Regions from separate parts of the Mus musculus genome. Here all the other regions are linked to region 2. The links are chromatin contacts, called in public Micro-C and promoter capture Hi-C maps. All regions are on one chromosome and are shown on one strand. The core of a region is the stretch at or near the end of the contact, and the rest is flanking DNA. Distances in the headings are between cores, read along the strand shown.

Region 1 (3,301 bases), core at 405-2,904, 2.0 Mb before region 2:
CCAATCTCAGTGTGATACAGTGTGAGCTCTCCCTTCCTGGTGAAAACTATGACCTAGCTCGTAGCAAAATGAGAAAGAGGGAAAGTTTAAAATCTCGGGAGACTCCTCATCCTTAAGGGGAAAAAATCCCCACAAGTTGAAAAGGTTGATCGAGTCAGAGGTTGTGTGTAAGCCCAGTTGCTGTTGCTCAATTGGTCAATTGTGGACAAGCTGTAGTAACTCCAGTAGCGAGTATGAGGGTGTCCATTTCAGAACTAACCGCAACTTTGACTGCACACCTTAAGGTGAACCTACAGGAAATTTAGTTGGGTTTGGACTTTTGTCTTCCACTCCAGCACAGACTTTCAAAACTGGGACTCCATGCTGCAGTGTCTACAAACAAAACACTTCCTCTCTTTTAACAGTAAAACCTCAAACCACAGAGGTGTCAGCAAGAGGGAAACCGAAGAGGAGAACCCCTCTAATTGTCTATTCTTCTAAGCTGTTTTATTAGATCGTTAAAATCTTACAAAGACTTCATAATGATTGTAATTGTTGGAGACGAGATCTGCCTCAACTGCTTGTTCAAAAGTTACACCGTCAAACCTAGAAAACACTTTCCCCTGCATTTCTTCAAAGACTCTTTCAAGCAATCTTCTGCCCAGCAGTGAGATATCGGTGGTCTCTGCAGGAGTGGGCGCTGGGCTCAGCATCTTGCACACCTGTTGTCAGGTGACACCGTCAGCAGCATCCCGCGCCTCCCATCTCTACTCACCCCACCCCCAGAGACTCTCAGCTGTCCCTCTGCGCGCGGGGAGCCTCCAGTCTTCCAGAGTCACCTTAAAAATAACACCTCCCCAGCACAAAGCAAACAAAAGGCGAGCGAGAGCCGCGGGGCTTCCATAGCTCCTCTCCAGCCCGCCCCGGCCTGGGATTCCGTCCGCGAGTGGTCCCCAGGCCTCGCCTGCTCAGGCCTCGCGGCGGGTGCCCCACCAGCCGGCCTCACAACGGCCTGTGGCTCGCGCCCCACTTTATTGTGCCCGGGAGGGCACGCGCGGGCCGGCGGCGCACGAGCAAGTAAACTCTGAGCACAGCAGCTCCGGGCCCGGGCGGAACGGCTGGTCACGGCCTCCGGGCCTCGGTGCCCTCGGGCCCACGCCATCCCTGGCTCTCCCTCCCGGGCAGAGGGGGAGACCCGATCAGCCCCTTGCCCACAAAGCGCCCCGGCGGGGGTAGGGGTGCGTCTCCGAGCGAAGTTGGTTTCCGGGTTTGCTTTCCGAACAAAACCATCCGGACCCGCACGCTGCCCCGGGCAGGGCCTTGGCGGACTCCGGGCGGCCCGAGGTCCGAGGGTAACCGCCGGAGCTTCCCGGGCGCCAGGCAGTGCCCCGCGCGCGGCAGCAGTCGGGCGCGCGGGGCCCAGACGGGGCGGACCGGCAGCCTGCGGCTCCGAGGCCCGCGCGGCACTTACCGGGCGGCTGCACGGTGAGGGGCCCGAGGCCGGTCGGCCGCTTGCGCCGGTCCGCTCCGCACTCCTGCCTGGCCGCCCACGCCTCCTCGCTTCCCGCCCGCGCGTCCCGCGCTCGCGCCCTCCGCCCGGCTCCGCTGGAACCAGTGAACTGGAACCACTCGCGGCGGCCCCGGGATTCCCACAATGCACAGCGCGCCGCTCGTCACATCCCTTCCCGGCCTCGCGCGTCCGGCCACCCCTCCCCGCGCCACTCGGCGCCCCGGCCTTGACCCCGGCCTGCCTCGGGCCGCGGACGCCAACGACGCCAGCCTCGGTTGTACCCAGGCCTTGGTGCTCTGCGCCGCCCCCCCCCCCCGCCCCCAGGCATCGGTCTGCGCGCGGGAGCTGCAGGGGTCCGGCCTCAGAAAGGTGCCTGTAGGTAGCGCGGCTCTGCAAGCGTCTGCTGTGAGCACCTACTGTGTGTCTGGTGTCCCCTTGTCCCCAGTAGCCTCGTCCACAAAGAGGGAGGGTAGAACAATTGCTGTGACCAGGGATCTTCTTCTGCCCGGTCAGCACCAACTCCGCGCCTCAATCCAGCCTCCTGACTTTTTAAATACAAGGCAGCTGTGTGCCCCAAGATCAGCTACCGTAGCTCAACTCCCTTGATCAGTGGGATTCTACAGAGCTGGCCTCAAAGTCTGGTCTTGCTTTGCTCGTGGAATCGGTTAGCTACCTCCACCAAGCAAACGTTTGTTGACTACTGGCTCCAAGTGGAGACTTACTGATTTAAACAGTTGATACTTTTATTACATATTAAGGTGGTGGGGTGGGTGTCAGCCAGAGAAAGGGCAGCAACATCTATCCACAAAACTAAAGACTCTCCTTCAGGCCCAGGCTACACTAGAATATTAGCAGGTTTTTGGTTTGTGACCCTTTAACAGCTGGGCCATCTCTCCAACCCTAGCGCATTTTATAGACACAAAAAGCATTGTCTAAAGCCCCTGGCCCATGCATTCATTATTTCAAGTAAATATCTGGGACATTCTGCACACCATGCATAAACTTGAGTGTAGTTGTGAAATGGTGAACAGAACTGGCAACTCCCACCCCACCCCACTCCACCCTACCCCCATCCCGCTTTCCTGGAGCTTACAGTCTGGTGGGAAAAGAAAGGCAAGAGACAAAGGAATCACACATTACAGAGTATAAATTCTCAGAGGAAACAAGGTAGGAAAAAAAAATCCTAGGAAAGGTAAGCAGGGGTGTATTTGGTAGTCTTGAGGCTGAAGAGATGGATGGCTCCGTGTATAACAGCACTTCGTGCTCTTGCAGAGGGCCAGGATTCTGTTCCCAGGATTCATTTGTGTGGTCCTGATAACTCCACTGGGGGGGGGGGGGGGGCTCCAGTGCACTCTTCTGACATCCATGAATATCAGGCACCACGGGGTGCACATACACACAAGTAGGCAAAACACTCAAACACACAGAATAAAGTAAGTCCATCTAACCTTTTAAAAAGAGCGAGTTTCAGTAAGAAAGAAACATTTCTGGAAAGGCCTGAGGGAGTAGAGGGAGCAAGCAAGCCATGGAACGGGTACTGAGGAGGAGTACTCCAAACATGAAACTCCAAAACTATTATGGGCTGGAGTATGAAAATGAAGTCCAGAAAATGGAGGGGAAATGGCTGGACTTCTTGTCACTGTAGCAAATTAAAGGAACAATTTAAAAGAGAAATGTTTTTATTTTTGACTAAGTTTCAGGTTTTAACCCATAGTCCATGGCTCTAATGACTAGGCCATATTGGAGAGCAGAGCATCAAAATGGCAGAGTGACAGAGGCTACTCACCTCATGGCAAACAGGAAGCTAAGGGA
Region 2 (3,300 bases), core at 654-3,153:
ATGTCAAGATGATAAGCAAATCGCTTATTACAAAGAGATGGATGCACAGGACTAAACAGCCACATCCACCACTTCAGAAAGATTTTGTCTGTAAAAGGTAAATTCAACATCACTAACTGGGCAAACAGGAAGGGGAAAAAAAAAAAAAAAGAGCCCACAAGACCTCCTTTAAGCGTCTCGAAGTACACATCAAAACCTAACAAAAATATCCTTTAAAACGGTAAGGAGTGGATCCTAGGAAAAAAAAAATGTTAGACATGTACGGTCAAACACAATGATTTATTAAAAATAAAACGTAAAAATGATTTTTGTACATATGCTTCCAAATTCCAGGCATGGGATCCAAGTAGGTTTCATAGAAAACGCTGTAGCCAGGTATCAAGTCCTTACAACAAAGTAAACTACCCTCCCGCCCAACCCCCACCCAGGTGTTGCTACAGAATCAGCAAGTTCACTCCCGCCCGCCCACCCGCCCCCCCAAAAAACACAAATTAAAACAAGACATTTTTTTGCTAGTATAAAAACGACCAAGGTCCAAGTAATAATAAAAAAATAGAGTCCATCAATGACTGTAACACAAAAATGTGTGTGTGTGGGGCCGAGTCCACCTTCAGGGGGGGTAACGGGCAGGCAAGCGGGGGGTGTCGTGCCCCCCAGGGTGAGCGGCTTCCCCCGAGGGCACCTGGGGCGGGCGCGGAGGGCGACGATGGCCGCGCCCGCCGCCGGCATCCGGAACCCGGCTTCTAGAACGAGCCTCCGCCGTAGCCGCCGCCGTAGCCGCCTCTGTACGGTCCACTGTTGCTGCGGCCGCCCCAGCTGCCGCCGCCGCCGCCGCCTCCGCCGCTCTTCATCGGCCCGTACGAGGACTGGTGCTGGCTGTAGCTGCCGAAGCCGCCGAAGCCGTTGCCGTAGTCGCTGCCGCCGTATGAGCCGCCGCCGCCGCCACCGCCCCCGTAGGCGCCGTAGCCCCCGTAGCCGCCGTAGCTGTTGTAGCCGCCGCCGCCGCCACCGCCGCCCTTGGCCAGCCCGTTCTGGTCTCGGCCGCCGCCGCCGCCTCCGCCGCCGCGGCCCCGGCCTCCGCCGCGCCCGCCCCGGGCCGCCCGCGCACCCCCGCCGCCCGCGTGGATATCCTCCTTGGGCACCGCCTTCTTCACCTCCACGCGGTGGCCCTGGATCGGGTGGAACTTGACCACCGCGGCCTTGTCGGCCGCGTCGTGGCTCTGGAAGTAGACGAAGCCGAAGCCGCGCTTCTTGCCCGACTGCTTGTCGGCAATGATCTCCGCCTTCTCCACCGCGCCGAACTGCGAGAAGTGCTCGATCAGGTCGCCCTCCGCCACGTCGCCCTTGAGGCCGCCCACGAACAGCTTCTTCACCTTGGCGTGCGCCCCGGGCCGCGCCGAATCCTCCCGCGACACGGCGCGCTTCAGCTCCACCGTGTTGCCGTCCACCGCGTGCGGCGACGCGGCCATGGCGGCATCCGCCTCCTCCACGTTCGAGTAGGTCACGAAGCCGAAGCAGCGGGAGCGCTTCGTCTGGGGGTTCACCACCACCACGCAGTCCGTCAGCGTCCCGAAGGCCTCGAAGTGGCCGCGCAGCCCCGACTCACTCGTCTGCACATTGAGGCCGCCGATGAACAGCTTACAGAGCTGCGAGTTCTCCATGTCGGCCGCCCGGGCCCTGCCCCCGCCCTGCGCGCTCCGCCGCGTCGCCGTCGCCCGTTAGCGGTCGCCGAGGCCTCGTCCGAGCCCGGGCCCGGCCGCCGCCGCCACCGCCGGCGGGGAAGGGGCGGGAGGGGGAGGGAAGGGGCGCGCTGCCGGCCCGAGGGCGAGCCGAGGACGCTGGAACCCGACCGGGGCCGCCGCGGCCGCCACCTCCGCTCCCCTATCGGGACACCACACAAAGAGGCCGCTGAAGGCGCGCGCACCCTCCCCGCGCGGTGCGTCACAAGCGACGCCGGGACGCCGGCCAATCGCCTGGCCGCTCGCCTTGGTCCCGCCCACCGCGCCGCAGCGCCGCTCTCGGTCGCGGCCTCCCCGCCCTCCGCGGTTTCCCCACCACCCCGGTCCGGGCCTGGGGCTCCTCGGCGACCGCCGCTCCTTCCGCCTCCGCGCTCGCACTCGACGCGGGGCCGCGGGGCCGCGGGGCCCGGGAGACCGCCCGCCAGAGCCCTCCGCGCGTCTCCGTGGAGCGTTTCCTGGCGACCGCGCGGCTGTTCCCGCAGTCGTCCCTCCCTCCCTCCCCTCGCCGGATGCCCAGGCCCAGCTCCGCAGTGGCGTTCGCGCCAGCCCCTTGAGGGACGTGACCTGCCGGCCAATCAGCGGCTGCTCCTCAGACCCACTTCCGTTTTCCGCTGCCGCGGGACGGGCGCGCTCCTCTCGAGCACTGGCCCGGCGCCTCCCGTGCGGAACCCTCTGTCGCCCGCACGCTTCGTCCTCGCGGGAATTCTGGCCGTTCCCAACGGATCAGCCCGGGTGGCCCCCGCGCGGACTTTTTAAAAACTTGACTGTTGGGGGCCGGCCCGCACCCGGCGTCGGCTCCCCTAGGGGCGGCACAAAGATGGAGGGCCTCGGCCTGACCCCAAGGCGGTTATTGGCCGTTTACGGTGGGCTGGTGGCTCCATTAATCCAATGCGACTCTTGCCCCGTGCCACTCTGCCCGCCGAAGCAAGCCCATGAGAGGGAACACCACCAAAGCCCTTGAGACCGGGTAACCCAGACCAGGCCCGAGCCAGGCCTGCGGTAGCCGCTGGCGATGCTCCGCCCTGTGAACTCAGCAGCGAGCTCCTGCGGACATGTTCCTTGCGAGCCACGCAGGATTTATTCGGCCCCATCCTTACACTGCTAGCCTTGAGCCAGGCTGACCTCGAACTCCCAAGCACTAGATTATAAGCATGCCCTATGAGATTTCCTATTTTTATTGCCTTCTCACCGCCATCCCAACTGTGGTTTGGGAATTAAACCCAGGGGACTTAACTAGAGTTGGAGCAGTGTCCCCCGACACGTCCTATCCCCATTCTGTCCCGTTACTTCTCATCTCCCTCATCTGGTGCACCCCTGTGACCTGCAGCCAGCAGCTTCTACTGGGCTGCCAGCTTCGTGAATATGAACAGCCATTTTGCCAACTTTATCCATATAACTAGATTTTAAAAAAAAACTGTCAGGGACTGTGCTTAGTGTTCACGGATAAGATCTCAATTTCTACAGTGTCTTAGGGTTGTAGAAATAAGGCAAGCTGGGAAGGAACGGCCTTATTTGGTTTACATTTCCAGATCATAGTCCATCACTGGAGGAAGTCAGGACA
Region 3 (2,889 bases), core at 364-2,863, 1.6 Mb after region 2:
CTTCCCACTCACAGCTGACCATTGTTGAGGAGTTGGACTACAGACTGTTTAAGTCATTGTAACAAATCCCTTTACTATATAGACTATCCATAAGTTCTAGAAACCCTGACTAAAAATACACACAGCCCAATGTGCCAGCCCATCCATTCTGTCCACGACTGGCATCAGCTAACAGATAGCTAGTGTTTATGTTTTATGTCACACCTTTCCTGGCCATGGCTGACTTCTAGTAGATGTTGCAGAATGTCAGACTCCCTGCTGTCAGGCTGATGTACCGGCCAAGCAATACCTAACTCATATTACTCTTGTTTGCTAGTTATCTCTCTCTCACACTTTAGGCCGTTGGTCACCTCGTTGCTTTTGCATTTGCTATGTGCTGGGGTTCAAAATGTTTACCAGACACTTGAAAAACAAGTACGAACCACGACGCCTGCCAACAGCTGTGCCTATGAAAATCAGGGAAAGGTGATTCTAGGACCAAGCCTAACACCACAGACTCTACAGCTGAGCTAGGCAGCGCGGCAGAGGGTGTGAATTGAGATCTACTATACATAACGAAACAGAAGATTACAAAGCACGACACAGGCCAGGACTGTGCAAATGAGATGTTACTCCTGGAAGGAATGGCCTACGGAGGGTGCGAGCCAGGCAACTCAATTATTTCTTCTCATGAAAAACAGCGGATCATGATAATGTATGCTTATGAGGTAGAAACGGGGGCAGAGGGGGGGTGTGAGAAGGGGCGGGTCGAAATTTCCCAAGTAACATGCAATAGGCCAAATGGTGATTAAAAAAAAAAACAAAACAAAACTAAGCAAGCAAACAACGACAATAACAACCACCACCTATCCTGTGCTCGACTTTTCTGGAATTTATTACTTGTAGGAGGATTCTACTCTATTCTCAGTAAGATGAGCATAGTTTGCACAATCCTAGAATCCATGACATACCTGCGGTGACGAAAACTAGCTGGTCCCGGAGGGAAAAGCAACACAGAATGCAGTGTGATTACTGGGGCAAACTGAAGGGCCAAACAATGACCTATCCTATAAACAGATTATCTCACTTGTTCACGACTCCCTTCTATTTTGCTTCAACTAACTATTGGCAAGAGCCCCTCTTAGGACTCTGGGTGGAGCGGATTCCGCGGTGGCGTCTGGACCGAATGAATCCCGGTCTCACGCTGTCCCGATCCTCTGGGGCTGACGCCTCCTGGGAGGTTATGCGGAGCCGCGGCGTTCCCTGTGTGACCTTTCTCCGGGAACGCCGTGACCTCGGCGGCAAACTGCCGTCCTCCGCCCCGGCCGCCCGGTGGCAGCGCACACAGCCCGTCCGCCCCATCGAGCTCCGCGCGCGGCCCGCCGGGAGACCCTAGTCCGCGTCCAGGCTCGCTCTGCACCCCGGGCCGCCGCCGCCACCACCTCCCTGCGGACGCCGAGGTGACTCACCAGTGTGAGGGCCGCCCGCGTGGGCTGCAGTTTTCTCTTGCTCACAGCCCGCACGGTGGCGCGGACCAACGACGCCGACATGTCCACGTCGCGGCACCCGCAGCCTCCGGCTGGAGCGTGGGGACTCAACTTCTCTCCATGGACACGGCGGGCACTTTGACGCCACAAGCTCCTGCGCAGGCGCCACAGGCCCCGCCTCCCGTCGCCCGTCCCGCTCCACCATTGGACAGTCCGGGTGAGTGACGGGCCGGGCCGATTGGCCGTCATCACTGACGAGGCAAGGGAGGTGACCTGTGACCTTGCGGGCTTCGCGGTCACTGCGCTAGCGGAAGTGGGATGGCTCCTTCCGTATGGCGTACACTAACGACAGACCCCCCGGAAGTGGGGACACGGCTCTGTGACTCTGGAGCTGCTTCGATAGTAAAGCAAGCGGGTAGACACCATACGACAGGTTTCCAGTTATTGAAATGTCACTCTTGTGTAGCAGTTTGTGTCAAGAAAACTGAGCACGTACGTAGCTACCAGCCTCGCATGGAAGCACGGGCATGGTGGCTCTATCCGAGCCTCTGAGAGCGAGCGCCCTGGGCGCTACGTTAGCATCGGTTCTTGAGTCCCGATCCCGGGCCCCGTGCACATTTGGCTAGCCTTTCCTGCTAGCCGGTCCCATTTGATTAGCTGTGCGCCTGTCACCACGCCTCGGCTTCCTTCGCGGCCCGTGATGACGTAAGAACGGGAGCTCCTTTATCTCGGAGCAGCAGCTGGCCCCGTGCGGGAACTGGGTGGGCGTGGGGAGTACTGAGGGGTTTGCTACCCCTGATCGCCCCCTTATGGTTCCAGGAAGGCCGAGGGAGGGAAATGGATTCGGCCTCAGGTCTAGACGGAAAGAACAAGTGTTTTCTTTTCCAGTGCGATCTCACTGGTCTGACTAGAAGGGGCAGTTTCCCCGTCCGAAATGGGGACTTTGCCATGCTGGAACACTGACAGAGTAAGACAGACATTGTACATTCTGCCTAGACCTGCCCAGGAGCTAAGAAAATGTTCTGACCCTTTCTTCATAGCTTTACAAAGAGTGGGCACACCATGTTTTCAACTCTATTTTTAGTGTCTGAAAACTGTGAACCCCACTCGGTCATTGATCTCTCTCTTGCAAGGATTTTGTTCCACTTGGGAAGATATCCTCTCCTTAAGATAGAAGCCACCTTTGAAGCAAAAGAAAAACAGACTGATTTTTTTTTTTTTTTTTGGTTTTTCGAGACAGGGTTTCTCTGTACACTGAAAACACATCTTTTACATCTTTTACCAGGAAGCTTGCCAAAGCAGTTCACAGTGAGCAAGAGACTGTTAGAAGGTGAAGATCGGGTGTTCAGAACTCCTGCTGTAAAAACTGGATTCTGAGTTTCCGCTGTTTTAGAACAGAACAGGGCATCGGCCCTGGCCCTGC
Region 4 (3,296 bases), core at 557-3,056, 1.7 Mb before region 2:
CATTGACCCAAAAGTGCCACCCTAGGACAAGAGCAGGCCAAGCAGAGGCACTTCCTATAGGCAGTACCATGACTCCTGTTACCCTTAGGGCTGTGGCTGGGACCCCAAGCTGCATCCTCGCTGGGAGTTAGCTGGACACCCCTGAACACAGGGTCACCCACAGACACAGGGGAAGGCAGGACATTCCTAATGGAACCTAAAGGTGCCTCATGTGGCCAGCCTGGATGTCCCTGGACTGCAGCTGGGGGCTTTGCTGGGAGTGTGGTCTGCTTACAGAGGGAATCTAAGGCAGAGAGGACCATCTTTTGGCTGCAGCAGTGTGGGTTGAGCCAAAATCTGGTGGGGGATCTCCTGCCACTGAAACCCCCAGCTATGCCTGAAAGAGACTTTGCACCACCAGGTTCTCTGAGCACAGGGCTCTGAGAGGGCGTGGCTAGAGGAAGGGCCACAGTTGACAGGAATTACCTTGCCAGGTCAGCACAGAGCGACACTAACCCCCACCAAGTGTCATCTCAGGAGGGGGATGGAGCAGCAGTGGCTCAATGTGTGTATGTGCATGCATGTGTATGTATGTGTGCTGTGAATGTGTATGTGTGCTTATGTATATGTATGTACATGTATGCATGCACACATGTGTATGTATGTGCATGTATGTGTTTGCATGCATATATATGTGTGTGCACACATGTATGTGCTTGTGTGTATATATTTATATGTGTGCATGCACACCTGTGTGAGTTGTGTACAGGTATATCTATGTATGTGTGTGCATGTGAGTGTATATGTGTGTGCACGCATGTATGTGCATATGAGAGAGACAGTGTGTGTGTGTGTGTGTGTATGTGTGGAGAACCTTAAGTCTCCTATGCTGTTTCCCACTAAGCTGTCAAGTGCTCCTCCTGTCTATGAGGACCCCCCCCCCCCCACTCAACTCTGAAGTTCCAGGCACCCAACCATGTCAGGCATTTGTATGGGCTCTGGGACCCCAAACTCAGGTCCTCATGCGTGCACAGCAGGTGAACTTTCCACTAACCCATCTCCCCAAACTGTTGTGGATAGCCCTGGGGATAATTATATTTGATATTAATTCTGGTCTCCTGTGAGTGGATGGGAACAAGGAATGAGTCAGCCAGCACTCAGGTGGTTTCCTGTAAACCTGCTTCCCACCTTAATTTGTAAAATAAAGGCGAGCTGCTGATTGGGCAGATAAAAGGGAAGGTGGAGTGGAAGATGAGGAGAGAGAAGGAGGAGAAAATGGAAGGTGAAGAGCAGAAGCACATGGCCTGGAGAAACCTCAAGTTCTAAGGGGTCTCATAAACTGTGGAAGATGGTAGTGGAGTGGTAGATCTGCCCAATCTAGGCGCACAGCATGTATTCATATTAACTGAGTCATGTTTTCATTGCCCGGGCATATTTGGGAGGAGATTTACTGCAACACCAAACCTTCCGTTAGTAAGTGCAGGACTGTTTGCTTTAACACAGGTGAGTCTTCCAGGTGAGTTCTATTGCAGGCAACATTTGGTGGTTGTAAAGCGTCCGTCCCTCTTTCCGTCTTTTGATGAACTTTGCAAACTGTTAAACAGGGACCGGTTCCTCTGGCTGGCGCTTCCACCTGAAGACTCAGAAGCTGTACTGTTGGGGAGAGAGTAGTGTCAAGAAGAACCAAAGGAATTCCCCTAAGAGACTGGGGCCCCGCCTCCTGGATCACACCTTGTCGAAGTGCTGTGCCTTTAAGGTCTTTTGGGGGCGGGTTGTCAGCCACCCGCCCTCATTCGCTGACAGCCCGAGCGCGGGTGGCTGGAACTCGGAGTTTAGAGAAGAACTTGCAGGGTGACGGAGTCGCGCCTCTGCTGTGTTCCTGATCCGGTGGGGCCATGCCCGACACACACTGAGCGCGTGTAGCGCCGGCTGCGGGAGGGCGAGGCGCACGCCGTGTCGGTCATGGGCAGCTTCCAGCTGGAAGACTTTGTGGCAGGCTGGATCGGAGGTGAGTTTGCTTGCGAAAGACCACCCCCACCCCCGCACCACAGGGCAAACTGCCCGGCGGCGCCAAGCCAGCTGTTCGCACCCAGTGTGCTCAGTGCTTTGCATTGCCCATCCAGGAGTGAGCTACGCCTGTAGCACCGGGTGTCCCTAGCCCAGTCCGCTTGGCTGGTCCTGAGTTCCCTCCTAATTTGTGAAGCCAAGCTCTTTAAGAGTCACATCGATTTTCTCGAGCTTCTGATTTGCCTCAACTTAGGCTCCAACGTAACTCGGGTCCCATAATGATTAAACCGCTGGTCAGGGCAGACAACCAATGGAGTCACCCAAATATGCGCACACCCTTCAGTGACCGGGGGCATACCTGAGTTGGTGACATCTCCAAGTTACTAGCGCTTGGGTTAGCGCTTGGTTTGGCAGCTGAAATCCGGGTCTCAGGGCGGCCAAGAACTTGGACTTCAAGATCAGGTTGTCTTAAGGGCATTGATCCTGAAGGGAGCGGAGCCCGCAGGGTAGGAAGTCGAGCGCTGTGGTGTAGTGGCTCGCGACACTACAGCTGAGAGGAATCCCTCTGGTTTGGCCGCCTTCAGCACCCCCATCTTTAGCTCTTCTGAACTTTTTGGTACCCCACCCCAACCCCTCAGCTGTTGCTAGGTTCACCACCAAGCCGGAGTAGTTAACAAAAGTAAAGTTTCTGAATAAAGTCCAGCTGGAGCTTGCTGTGTCCTGAGGTCTCTCTCTGTCAAGTCAGAGGCTGAGAGCCTGAGTCTCTGCCTCAGGCTCCCTGCAAAGCCGGTCTCATAGCCAGTCACCTGCAACCCATGGACAGGATGCTTAGCAGGTTCCAGGTAGGCTGAAGTACCTGTGCTGTGTCTTCCAAGGTTTGTATTCTCCATTAAAAAATGCCTCCAGCTCAAGTGTATGATTTGATGATTTTTAGTAACTCCATCAAGAGGTAAAACACCCCTCTAAGCTGCAGAGTATTTTTATGCCTCATCTTCCCCGTGAGTCACAGTTGTGCCCCTGCCTCTCAGAACAGCCACTGTCCTCTACATTTGCTTTTCTTGGCTATTGTGTATTGAATCCTGCATCCCGTGCCCTTTGCTCCGCTTATGCGTATTTCTCTCATTACATAGCAACCCCAACGAAGTAGGTGCCTTTACAGCCTTATTCAGCAGATAGGAAATGGAAATATAGAAGAAATTGGTGACTTTCCTAAGGTGAGCATCTGCAGGCACTAGGACTCTAATCCAGGCAACAGGGCACCAAGGGTTTGCCTAGGGCCTTGAAAGTCCTTGAAAGTCCTTGAACCCCCA
Region 5 (2,899 bases), core at 337-2,836, 1.7 Mb after region 2:
TAGCACAGACACACAGTCTAGAGACTTGAGGCATACCAGGACTTCCTGCTTCCATTTCTGACATGGCTTCTAGGCTGCTGAGGTCTTTCTGAAACAGCCTTCTCACAGCTCTGCAGCCTCTCCCCTCCTGCCACCTGTAGGCATCGTCACTTTCCTGAAAGGATTCCTTCCTTGAGCGGCTTATGACAGGAATCCTAGGTCCGGGCTTGAACTCTCTCCAGCTGTCTGCATTACCAGCGAGTTCATCAGATAGCCATTTTTTATTTTGATCTTTGTGGTTATCATTCATCCAAGCAGGCTGACTGTAAATTGGGTTTTTAAATGCATATGGATTGCTGGAAACCCCATACAGTCCTTTCCTGGGGGTGTTCCCATAGTTCCCGGGTGATATCTTCTTTTTTGGAAGGCCCTTTTCCATTTTACTGCTATGGCCTTTAGCATAATCATCCATTATTAAATAATCTTGTTGGGGATGGCCCCTTCTGAAATCATCATCATCAATAATTCCACGGTCTTTAGTGCGCTTCACAAAGTAAGGTTTTGCTGTATCTCCCATGGTCTTTGACTTCAACTTTCTTACTTTGTACCTGAAAGAAGGCATTGGGGGAGGGGGGAACAAAACAAAATTGTAAAATAATATCATACCAAATACTCAAAGTAACACACGGGTGCCCTGAAGCCTTTATCTTCCCCCATTTAAAAATTAAATTGTTACCACATTCCTAATAATTAATGCATTCCAGAAGTTACAGTGTTCATAAAAACTGGTCCTTATTTAATACAAAGACTAAATCTGAAGACACTTCTATAGTCTCAGAAACTAAAGAAGTAACTTCTATGTAACGAAAGCACCTCTCTTCAAAGTAAACATCCTAAGTCAACACTGTTACAAAACTCCCAAATCTATTTCTTTTTTTTAAAGTTGGCAATTACTTTTAGGTATCAAAGTAGCCGAAACTATGTGAGCAGATTTCAGTTTCGATCAGCCCCCACTCTAAGCTTCGCTTTTCAACCCGGCGCGACCGCTGGGCGAAGGGACAGCACTTCCCACTAAGGTACCGCTCTAAGGGTCCAGGCTTCCGACCAAGGGACAACGCCAGCTGACTTACCCGACTTCTCAGTCCCCAGCCCCAGACAAGTCCAGTTTCGTCACCAACCACAATCCTCCGCAGGATGACACTCCTTTTCCTTCCCCATTCGGCTGCCCCACCCCTGTGTGCCTCAGTTTCCACCAGCGGAGTCCCCAGGCGAAGGAGGAGGCGGTTCCGCGCTACTGGCCACGAAGCCGCCGTGGGGAATAGGAAGCAGGAAGCGCCCGGCCATTGACAGGGTTCCGGGGTTCCCCGGACCAGGGCCGGAGCCCCGACACAAAGTGAAGACGCGGACTCGAACCCGAGGGCTCCGGGCGCACAGCCGGGCCGAGGCGGCCGGAGAAGGACGGCGCCAACGTACCTCGGGGCCGGGCAGATACGCTTCTGGGGGCGGGGGGAACCCACGGGCCCAGCCCGGAGGCGAGTCCCGGAGGGACGCGACGAGACGGCGCCCCGGAGCACTCACCAGCGCCGCTGCGGTCCCCCGCCGCTTCCTGTCCGGGCCCGGCTCCTCACCGTGTTTTCCTTCAGCCCCACTTCCGGCGCTCAGCGCCGTCTCATTGTGCGCGATTGGAAGACTGCGGTGTCCCCGCCCCGCGCTCCGCGGCTGGCCGGAAGCGCGCACCGGAAGCGCGCGCCGCCCAGGTTCCTCCCAGCGCCGGGGGCGCGCCGCGGGTGCGGGCGCAGAGGTCCGGGGTTGCTCCCTAGCTACCTGCGAGATCCGTCGCCCAGTGCTTTCGGGTTCCCCCGACGCCCCTCTGTGGCTGCTCGGGAAGCTGGGTCTTTTTATAATTCCGAGTGGCTCCAAGTTTCAGTGAGGGCCTTGTGAACGACCTTGAAGGAAGTTCAGCGGCCTAAACCTCTGGATTAAGCTCGACCTGGGGGTAGAAAGAGATTCAACTTTTTTTTTTCTTTAAGAACTAGCAAACAGCCGGAGAGTGGTGGCACATGCCTTTAATCCCACTTGGAGGGAGGCAGATTTCTGAGTTCGAGGCCAGCCTGGTCTACAGAGTGAGTTCCAGGACAGCTACGTCTACACAGAGAAACCCTGTCTCAAAAAAACAAAAAACAAAAACTTAGCAAACAACACAGAGTTGCTTTTTTTTTTTCTAATTGAACATTCATTGTTATCTAAAGTGTCCTACATGCCTTGAAAGCCTCAAGCAACTAATGAATAGAAGTGCTGGAAAAAATAAGGCAGTTTTCATTTCTACCTCTACAAAGTATAAATTTAAATCCATTGGGTTCTTTAGCCAACAGTCTTAAAGTGAAGAATGCATACAGCCTTTGCTATTCCAAGAAACTGTCTTTAAAACTGTAAATAAATACTAACTCAATCCTACTAGTTCAGGAAGAAAGGAATACAATTGAAATTTAAAAAGCAAAAGAGACATAGCTAAATGGTTGATATTCTACAACCAACTTGTTTTGTCAGTTTCCTCTTGCTGTGTGGGTTTGGGGATTTCTGAGTTCAAGGCTAGCCTGGTCTACAGAGTGAGTTCCAAGACAGCCAGGGCTACACAGAGAAACCCTGTCTCGGAAAAAAAAAAAAGTATTTACATTCCAAATGCTGCATCCTGGTTCCCCCCTCCCCCTTCCTTTCCCCAGGACCCCTCCTTTCACCTCTGAGAGGGTGTCCCCCCCCCACTTCATTGCCCAACCCTGGTATCATAAGGCACATCCTCTCCCACTGAGGCCAGACAAGCCTTCCCAGAAAGCCATCTTTCTCTAGGGTCCCACAGCTAGTAGCTGTTCTGAATATAACTTGAGAGTTCCTGTCACTGACAGTAAAAGTTCCATGTATCAGA
Region 6 (3,249 bases), core at 79-2,578, 1.6 Mb before region 2:
CAGACAAACCGTAGGAAGCTGTGCAGGAACCTCAAAATGGTTTACAATCAGGTCTAAGAGTGGCATCCAAGCAAATGTTCAACTCACAAATGAGCCATACTCTGAACGTGCCCACTTCACGCAGCGTGAACTAAATCTTATTTTCGCAAACATAGAAGTGGATATTTGAGACAGGATCAAAAGTGACGAACCACAGTTAGCCTGAAGTGAGACCCAGAGGATGCTGGGACAGGAGCTGAGATGACTGTGTGAAGGTTCCGAAGAGTAAACACGGTCAGAGGCGCTGTCTCTCTCACTATATGCTGTGCAAACTTTTAAGTGCAGCTTACCCTTTACTCTCTTAAGTAATGTTAGTCGTATTGAATCCCTGAGTCCCAGAATTAATAGTCACAGGGGTACAGTTGACAGTTTTAGCCTCTCACTTTGAAGCAAAAGCAAGAGCCTGCTGATTTAATGATTGGTTTTCTTTAAAGCCATTTTACTCTTCACTAATATATATGCTGTGAAGATAAGCTACAGGATATGGCTATTAAGTGTATTCATTACTATAACTTCGAATGTGAGTCTTAGAGCCTTCTAATGTGGAGCTAAGCTTCAAATGAATGCTATGATCAGGTTATAGCCGTGCGGAACCAGCATTGTCCTGGCATCTGAGGAATCTCGTGGGGAGCTTTGTCTTGCCTGCTGGGAGCACCAAGGGGACTTTGCCTTCATCCCAAGCCAGCCTCTGCATCAGGAACTTCCCACATCTAAGTCTCACTTGAGACTTTCTTCATCTTCTAGGGGTTTTGGTGAGGAGAGGTGGGGCTGGGGGAGGTGTTAGTGATTAAGTTCCAGGCCAGGACTCAAGGCTTGTCTGGAAGTCTCCCTGCTCTGAGTTTACATTGCCTGAGTGAAGAATCAGAGCATCAGGAAGAGATGTCAGAAAAATCCACCTGCTCCATCCGCTACACCATCCCCACCTACTCCACCTTTACTTGTTAATACAGAATTTCATGTTGCATTCTGCTATGATTGACTTTTAAGTCTATGCCTGAAGTCAGGGGTAAATTGGGTACATAATTCCTAAGTTAGCCAGGATTCTAATGTCGTCCTTGTTGGACTTACCAGAGGAAAGCAAAGCAGCTGAAATGAGGATTGTTGTGGGAATCATCTAGGTTCTGCTTCTTGTTTCTTCCTCTAGTTAGACCTGCTCCATGCACACAGGGTCACCCCCGGAATGAGTGAATCTTCTCTGGTAATTTATGTCTCTCCGAGATCTAGTAAGAGACACAGAAAGCAAGATGAGTCGGGTTAAACTGTAACATTCCGTGGAGAGCTGTCTGATCCCACTGAGACCTCGGCCGGCCAAAGCCTTTGATCTGGAGAAGCAGCCAACGCTATCAGAAATACTGACTAAATATTAACAGGAATGATAAAGCTGGATGCAGATTGATGCCTTTTGGTTGGGGCTGGAGGGTGAATGGTGGTATAGTTGTTACCGTCTGCTGGAGGCCTTTCTTCCTGTGGATCCTGCGTGTTTCAGGAAAGAGCTGACTAGTAACACTGGAGAACTCTCACCAAGAGCAGCATACATCTTAGGTGGGGTGGGTTTTCAATCATCCAATTAGATTTCATCTATGTAAGATTTATAGATAACACTGCCAGTTCCATAAATTATGCTTGTTTCCTTTGAGCATGTGCTTTTAAATGCTTATAATGGTGGATATTAACACCCAAGGAATCTACCGGTAGATGAAATTATAGTCGAACTATGAAATAGGCCATTCAATGGAGTATAAGAGCTTAAATAAAGACTATATACATATTAATAAAGTTAGATCCTAAATAGACTATTGAATGAAAAAGCACTTCTAAAATTATGTATCATATACTATATTGTTTCTTTAAATCTTCCAAACAAAAAGTGTTGCCCTTCATGAATGTTGCCTGTGTAATAATGATACAAACACACGCGGCACAGGCTGGAGAGGGGTGAACTGTGTGGAGAGTCACGGCGACCTAAGCTCTAAAATACTCTGTTTCTGAAAAAAAAAGTCACTGGCAACTCCACAAAACAATTTGTCAATTGTTGGAGACATGGATGCAACATTCTCTAATTCCCTCTGTACTTTTTATTTATAATTAACATTTTCTGAATCAGAATTTTCATATATAAACTACCAGCTCCTCCTTACCCTTAACATCGGATGAGGACTAGGCTTTTCCATGAAGCCCCTTCCCTTGCATACCTAGTCAGTAGCTGTAGGAAACTTGTGTTGTAACACTTCCACATCTGCAGCCACACCCTAGCCTGTGTCTTCCTGGACACTTCCCCAGCCCTTGTTTTTGGCTCAGCTCCGTGGCTTTGACCAAGTGAGTCAGAGCTAACGGTATGTCCCTGCAGCCTGGCCTGGTCTTTGTCACTGCACTCTGCTTCCGGTGTTCTGCCAGTGCCAGGGTGACAGGCTGCCCCAAGGACACAATGTGGAGCCACATGCAGCAGAGACTCATGGCTGAAGACACCCCAGAACATCCCATTACAGTGAGCAACACTGGATGCCACTTGAAGCCAAGGGGGCTATAACAGTAACAGAACCGTGCAGGTGAGGCCGCAGGTGACTTCACACAGCTTTTCCCAGAGTATGATGTGCACAGGGCCACCCCAGTGCAGGTCTCGCAGAATTGATTCTGAACAAGAACAAGAATAGATCACTGCGGAGAAACAGAATCCAGAAGCAGGCTCAGATGCATACAGTATACAGCACACAGTAGGTGCACCACTTCAGACTCTCCTGGAAAAGGAAAGGATTCGGCAGCAGGGAGACATCTGGGAGGAAATAGAAGCTTGATCCGCACATGAAAGTGGACCAGCATTACCATGCAAGAGAGGAAGGAAGGGGAATTGTAGACCATGAAGTTCACATAGGATTTCTTTTTTTCAGTTTTGGAATAGATTAGGTCTTTCAATGTCTAAAACCCCAGAGACTAAAGGATCCATTTGCTGATATAAAGAAAAAAATATCCTGATGAAAGTCAAAGACAATAGTCAGTTGACAATACTGGCGCACACACACACACACACACCACACACACAGGAGGTAGAGCACTTGCCAAACACACACAATGCCCACAAAACTGGGTTTGATTCCCAGCCCCTCATAAGATGGATGTGGTGGTATAAACCTTTAATTTCAGTACTCAGGGATAGAGGCAGGGATCAGAAGCTCAAGACTATACACTGAATTCAAAGTCAGTCTGGGTTGCACA
Region 7 (3,170 bases), core at 217-2,716, 1.5 Mb after region 2:
GCCAATTCCTAGGTTCCATCTCTACTACTTCGGGTTCTTTCACAGGACACTGGCAGGCCCTCCCTGCTGGAAGTGGCGGGGAAACACAAAGAGCTCACTGCTCTTTGTGCCCTAACCCTGAAAGCAAACAAATGCGAATCCTTCCCAACCCCCACCAGTAACTAGGCTTGTCACCAGTAATTAAAAAGCAGATGGATTTCAAGGTTTAACAGCCAAAAAAAAAAAAGTCACAGTGTATCATACCCCAACCCTCCACCTGCCCCCACTCCCACCCCAGGATCCCATGCAAACAACATTTCTTTCATTTTATATTGTACAAAACTCATTCATTTCAATGTGTAAAATTGTACAAATGTGCAAAAAAAATGTGCAGAATGTAATAATTGTTCCTTAAGAGACAGAACTGGTGCCTAAAACCCCAACATATTTTCTTAACATTTCCTAAGAATTCCATTTACTGTCCAGTAACACTTTCAGGAGCGTGTGCCTGACGAGTCTTCACACTGACTACGGTTTTCTCTTTGCAAAGGAAAAGGACTCTTGCCAGTAGCTGGGACTTGGTTGAATGCTTCTCTAAGATGACTAACGATAGCTGGGACGCCCAGTGACAAGGCTTGTGGCTTCCCAGGCCTCCAGCCCTCACCTTCGGAAATACAACTAACTGTCCAAGCGACCCAAGAGATGGCCATTCATACACGCTCAGCCATTGCACTGCGCTAAGCGGCTCAGCAAACTGGTGTGCACGTCACTCCACTCCCGCTCCTGAAGAACGAATGTTCCTAGGTATGTGAAAAAAAAAATGTAAGGCCCTGAGACCCCCTAACCAGACAAAGAAAGCCTCAAGTCTTGAAAGTCAAAACAGAAAAAAAGTTATTAGCACACGTTGAGATGATAGCGGAAAACGGCTAGCCCACACACAGACTTTCCCGACCTCACTATTCGTAAATTGCTAGGAAGAACTCCTCAAAACTGGGACTGTTTCCCGATCTTGTTTTACATTCTTAAAGTAACCTCTAACGGTTTTAAATACAGTGCAGAAAAGAGTATCAAAATCCCAGCGACTGCTCCCAGAACAGAGCAAAAGTTGTTAGGGTGTTCCACCCAGGCAAGAAGCATCCTAGAAAGCCGGCTGCAGCTGCCGGTGGCTGGCGACCGACCCTGCACCCGGGGGACTCAGGGGCCACTTTGCAGGGTCTGCCGGGGCGGGACGAGGGCAGGAGGAGGAGAAAAGAAAGGGAGGAGAGGACGAGAGGGAAGACAGTCGGAGGAGAGGGAAAGAGAGATGACGAGGAAGGGAGGGACGGAGAAGCGGGGGAGGCGAGGGGAGGAGGCGGCGGCCGAGAAGAGAAGCGAGGAGCGGGAGCAGAGGCGCGGGCGGTGGCCGCGCTGCATCCCACGGGAGAGCTCACCTGCGGGGCAGCGAGGCGCTCCGTCCGCTCGTCCGCGCGGTCTCTGCCGAGGACGTCTCAGGCGAGCGGGCGGGCGGGCACTTCCGGCGGAGCCGCAGCCCTGGCCCCGGCCCCTCGGCGCCGCCCTCCTCCTCCAGCTCTCCGCCCCGCAGTCTTCCCTGTCCGCCACACTGCCAATGGTGACCCCTGAGGTTACTTGCGGAGAAGCAGGATTTTGTCTTTCCGGACAGCTCTCTCTATAAAACCCAGGCAGGTCTGGAGCTCGCTGTATGGAACAGGCTGGTCTCGAACTCACGGAGCCTTTCCGACCTCTGCCTCCGAATTCTTAACTCTGACGATATTTACCAATCATTGGTTATTGCCATGCACGGTCCTAAATTCTGACCCTGAACACTGGTGTCAATCACACGTTTTAAGCCTCCCCGCCCCCCCCCCCTTTTTTTCTTTCTCACTCCGGCCCCCACTTGCTCAGGCCCTTCTAAGTCTCCCTTTCTTAATGCATGGCTAGGGTTGTAGAAGAATCTCTCTTTCAAGGCGTCCCAATTTTCCTCTCTAGGTAAGGAAACCTGTTCTACCCTGAGCATTTCTTGAATAAACAATAAACACTTGAGCAGTGACTGGAATCATGCATGTAATCCCAACGCTGAGATGGAAAATGTTCTCTATTTTGTTTTCCCAAGAGACAACTTGTGGTTGTTTGGCTTAGAATGCCCCACCCCCACCCCATTACCTGATACATTTGAACGTCTGCTTCCTGGTTAATGAACTGCTTAAGAAGGACTAGGAGGCGTGGCCTTGTTGGGGTAGGTGTGTGTGTGTGTGTGTGTGTGTGTGTGTGTGTGTGTGTGTCACTGGGAGCGGGCTTTGAGGTTTCACAAACCCAAGCCAAGCCAGGTCTAGTCTCCCCAGCCTTCTGGCTTGTGGTTGTGGATAAGATGTAAGATCTACAGCTCCAACAAATGCCTGCCTACTGACACGGTCCCCACCATGATGGTCATGAACTGACTCTCTGAAACTAATGAGCCCCCAATTACATCCTTTCTTCTATAAGTTGCCTTGGTCATGGTATCTCCTCACAACAAAAGATCGGTGACAGTGGGGCATGGTGGCACACGCCTTTAATCCCAGCACTTGGGAGGCAGAGACAGGCAGATTTCTGAGTTCGAGGCCAGTCTGGTCTACAGAGTGAGTTCCAAGACAGCCAGGGCTATACAGAGAAACCCTGCCTCGAGAAAAAAAAAAAAAAAAAAAAAAAAAGATCGGTGACTAAGACAAGCTTTTCTAGACAGGACTCTCAGAGCAGAGGGAAGTTGTTAAGGACACTCCTACCCAGTGGTTTATAATTAGAAAACACCCAGACCTGCACCGGTGGAGGAAGTGCCTGAAACCTTGAGGTTATTAATCCAGAATCAGCTTCCCAGAGTGTTCTCCTGAGGGGTTCTTGGCCACGAAACCATATGGATAAATATCAGTGCTGTTGACTGCATGCCAGAACCAAACTTTAAGACCCTGTTATAGAGCACTGCACAGTATGGTTACGGGACATGGAGAAATCGAATGGAAGTCCCCCAAGTGGTTTTTGTACTGCTAGAAGGCACAATGAAGGCTGCCGAAGGAGGATTGTCACCTCGGGGTAGGCTGGGGACTCTGTGTGCCATGCCATCAGTATTTCAGGCAAGACCTCGTCCAATAGTGCACAAATTGTCCTGGGTGCCTCCAGCAACTTTCCCACTGGCTAGAAGTTACAAGAAGGAGTCTGGT

Evidence for each region. Promoter capture Hi-C pulls out the DNA fragments that hold promoters and counts their contacts. A called contact is a pair of places that touch in the nucleus more often than the background predicts.
Region 1: a Micro-C map of the G1E-ER4 cell line shows a contact between it and region 2. The contact joins the promoter of Macroh2a1 here to the promoter of Hnrnpa0 in region 2. A contact is called at or near these places in 1 of 39 promoter capture datasets (liver), 1 of 484 Hi-C or Micro-C datasets (the G1E-ER4 cell line) and 2 of 115 datasets of contacts at active chromatin or transcription factors (embryonic stem cells and pancreatic cancer cells).
Region 3: a promoter capture Hi-C map of pre-B cells shows a contact between it and region 2. The contact joins the promoter of Isca1 here to the promoter of Hnrnpa0 in region 2. A contact is called at or near these places in 10 of 39 promoter capture datasets (3T3-L1-derived adipocytes, the C10 cell line, cranial neural crest and 5 more), 1 of 484 Hi-C or Micro-C datasets (pre-B cells), 5 of 115 datasets of contacts at active chromatin or transcription factors (double positive thymocytes, embryonic stem cells, large pre-B cells and 2 more) and 1 of 9 other capture datasets (adipose tissue).
Region 4: a contact with region 2 is called in a promoter capture Hi-C map of liver, with 3 times the contacts expected there. The contact joins the promoter of Slc25a48 here to the promoter of Hnrnpa0 in region 2. A contact is called at or near these places in 1 of 39 promoter capture datasets (liver), 1 of 484 Hi-C or Micro-C datasets (liver) and 1 of 115 datasets of contacts at active chromatin or transcription factors (pancreatic cancer cells).
Region 5: a contact with region 2 is called in a promoter capture Hi-C map of pre-B cells. The contact joins the promoter of Tut7 here to the promoter of Hnrnpa0 in region 2. A contact is called at or near these places in 6 of 39 promoter capture datasets (the 3T3-L1 cell line, the C10 cell line, hematopoietic stem and progenitor cells and 2 more), 3 of 484 Hi-C or Micro-C datasets (CD8 T cells, the G1E-ER4 cell line and pre-B cells), 5 of 115 datasets of contacts at active chromatin or transcription factors (epiblast stem cells, large pre-B cells, microglia and 2 more) and 1 of 9 other capture datasets (liver).
Region 6: a promoter capture Hi-C map of the 3T3-L1 cell line shows a contact between it and region 2, with 3 times the contacts expected there. The contact joins the promoter of Lect2 here to the promoter of Hnrnpa0 in region 2. A contact is called at or near these places in 3 of 39 promoter capture datasets (the 3T3-L1 cell line and liver) and 1 of 115 datasets of contacts at active chromatin or transcription factors (pancreatic cancer cells).
Region 7: a promoter capture Hi-C map of pre-B cells shows a contact between it and region 2. The contact joins the promoter of Golm1 here to the promoter of Hnrnpa0 in region 2. A contact is called at or near these places in 4 of 39 promoter capture datasets (the HPC-7 cell line, cranial neural crest, liver and 1 more) and 1 of 9 other capture datasets (liver).

What each region holds. Positions count from the first base shown.
Region 1 is chr13:56,133,896-56,137,196 of GRCm38.p6, forward strand. Macroh2a1 (macroH2A.1 histone) reads right to left here and starts at 1,655. Exons shown (of 9, transcript NM_001159513.1): 1 at 1,451-1,655.
Region 2 is chr13:58,126,653-58,129,952 of GRCm38.p6, forward strand. Hnrnpa0 (heterogeneous nuclear ribonucleoprotein A0) reads right to left here and starts at 1,904. Exons shown (of 1, transcript NM_029872.1): 1 at 1-1,904. The coding sequence starts at 1,661. The coding sequence ends at 744.
Region 3 is chr13:59,768,176-59,771,064 of GRCm38.p6, forward strand. It overlaps Isca1 (iron-sulfur cluster assembly 1), which reads right to left and starts at 1,614. Exons shown (of 4, transcript NM_026921.4): 1 at 1,449-1,614. The coding sequence starts at 1,529. Etohd2 (ethanol decreased 2) reads left to right here and starts at 1,791. Exons shown (of 2, transcript NR_015349.3): 1 at 1,791-2,171; 2 at 2,752-2,889.
Region 4 is chr13:56,436,549-56,439,844 of GRCm38.p6, forward strand. It overlaps Slc25a48 (solute carrier family 25, member 48), which reads left to right and starts at 1,807. Exons shown (of 8, transcript NM_177809.4): 1 at 1,807-1,987. The coding sequence starts at 1,942.
Region 5 is chr13:59,821,524-59,824,422 of GRCm38.p6, forward strand. Tut7 (terminal uridylyl transferase 7) reads right to left here and starts at 1,587. Exons shown (of 27, transcript NM_001373962.1): 1 at 1,110-1,587; 2 at 37-587. The coding sequence starts at 556.
Region 6 is chr13:56,547,210-56,550,458 of GRCm38.p6, forward strand. Lect2 (leukocyte cell-derived chemotaxin 2) reads right to left here and starts at 1,329. Exons shown (of 4, transcript NM_010702.2): 1 at 1,108-1,329. The coding sequence starts at 1,153.
Region 7 is chr13:59,674,318-59,677,487 of GRCm38.p6, forward strand. It overlaps Golm1 (golgi membrane protein 1), which reads right to left and starts at 1,467. Exons shown (of 10, transcript NM_001035122.2): 1 at 1,410-1,467.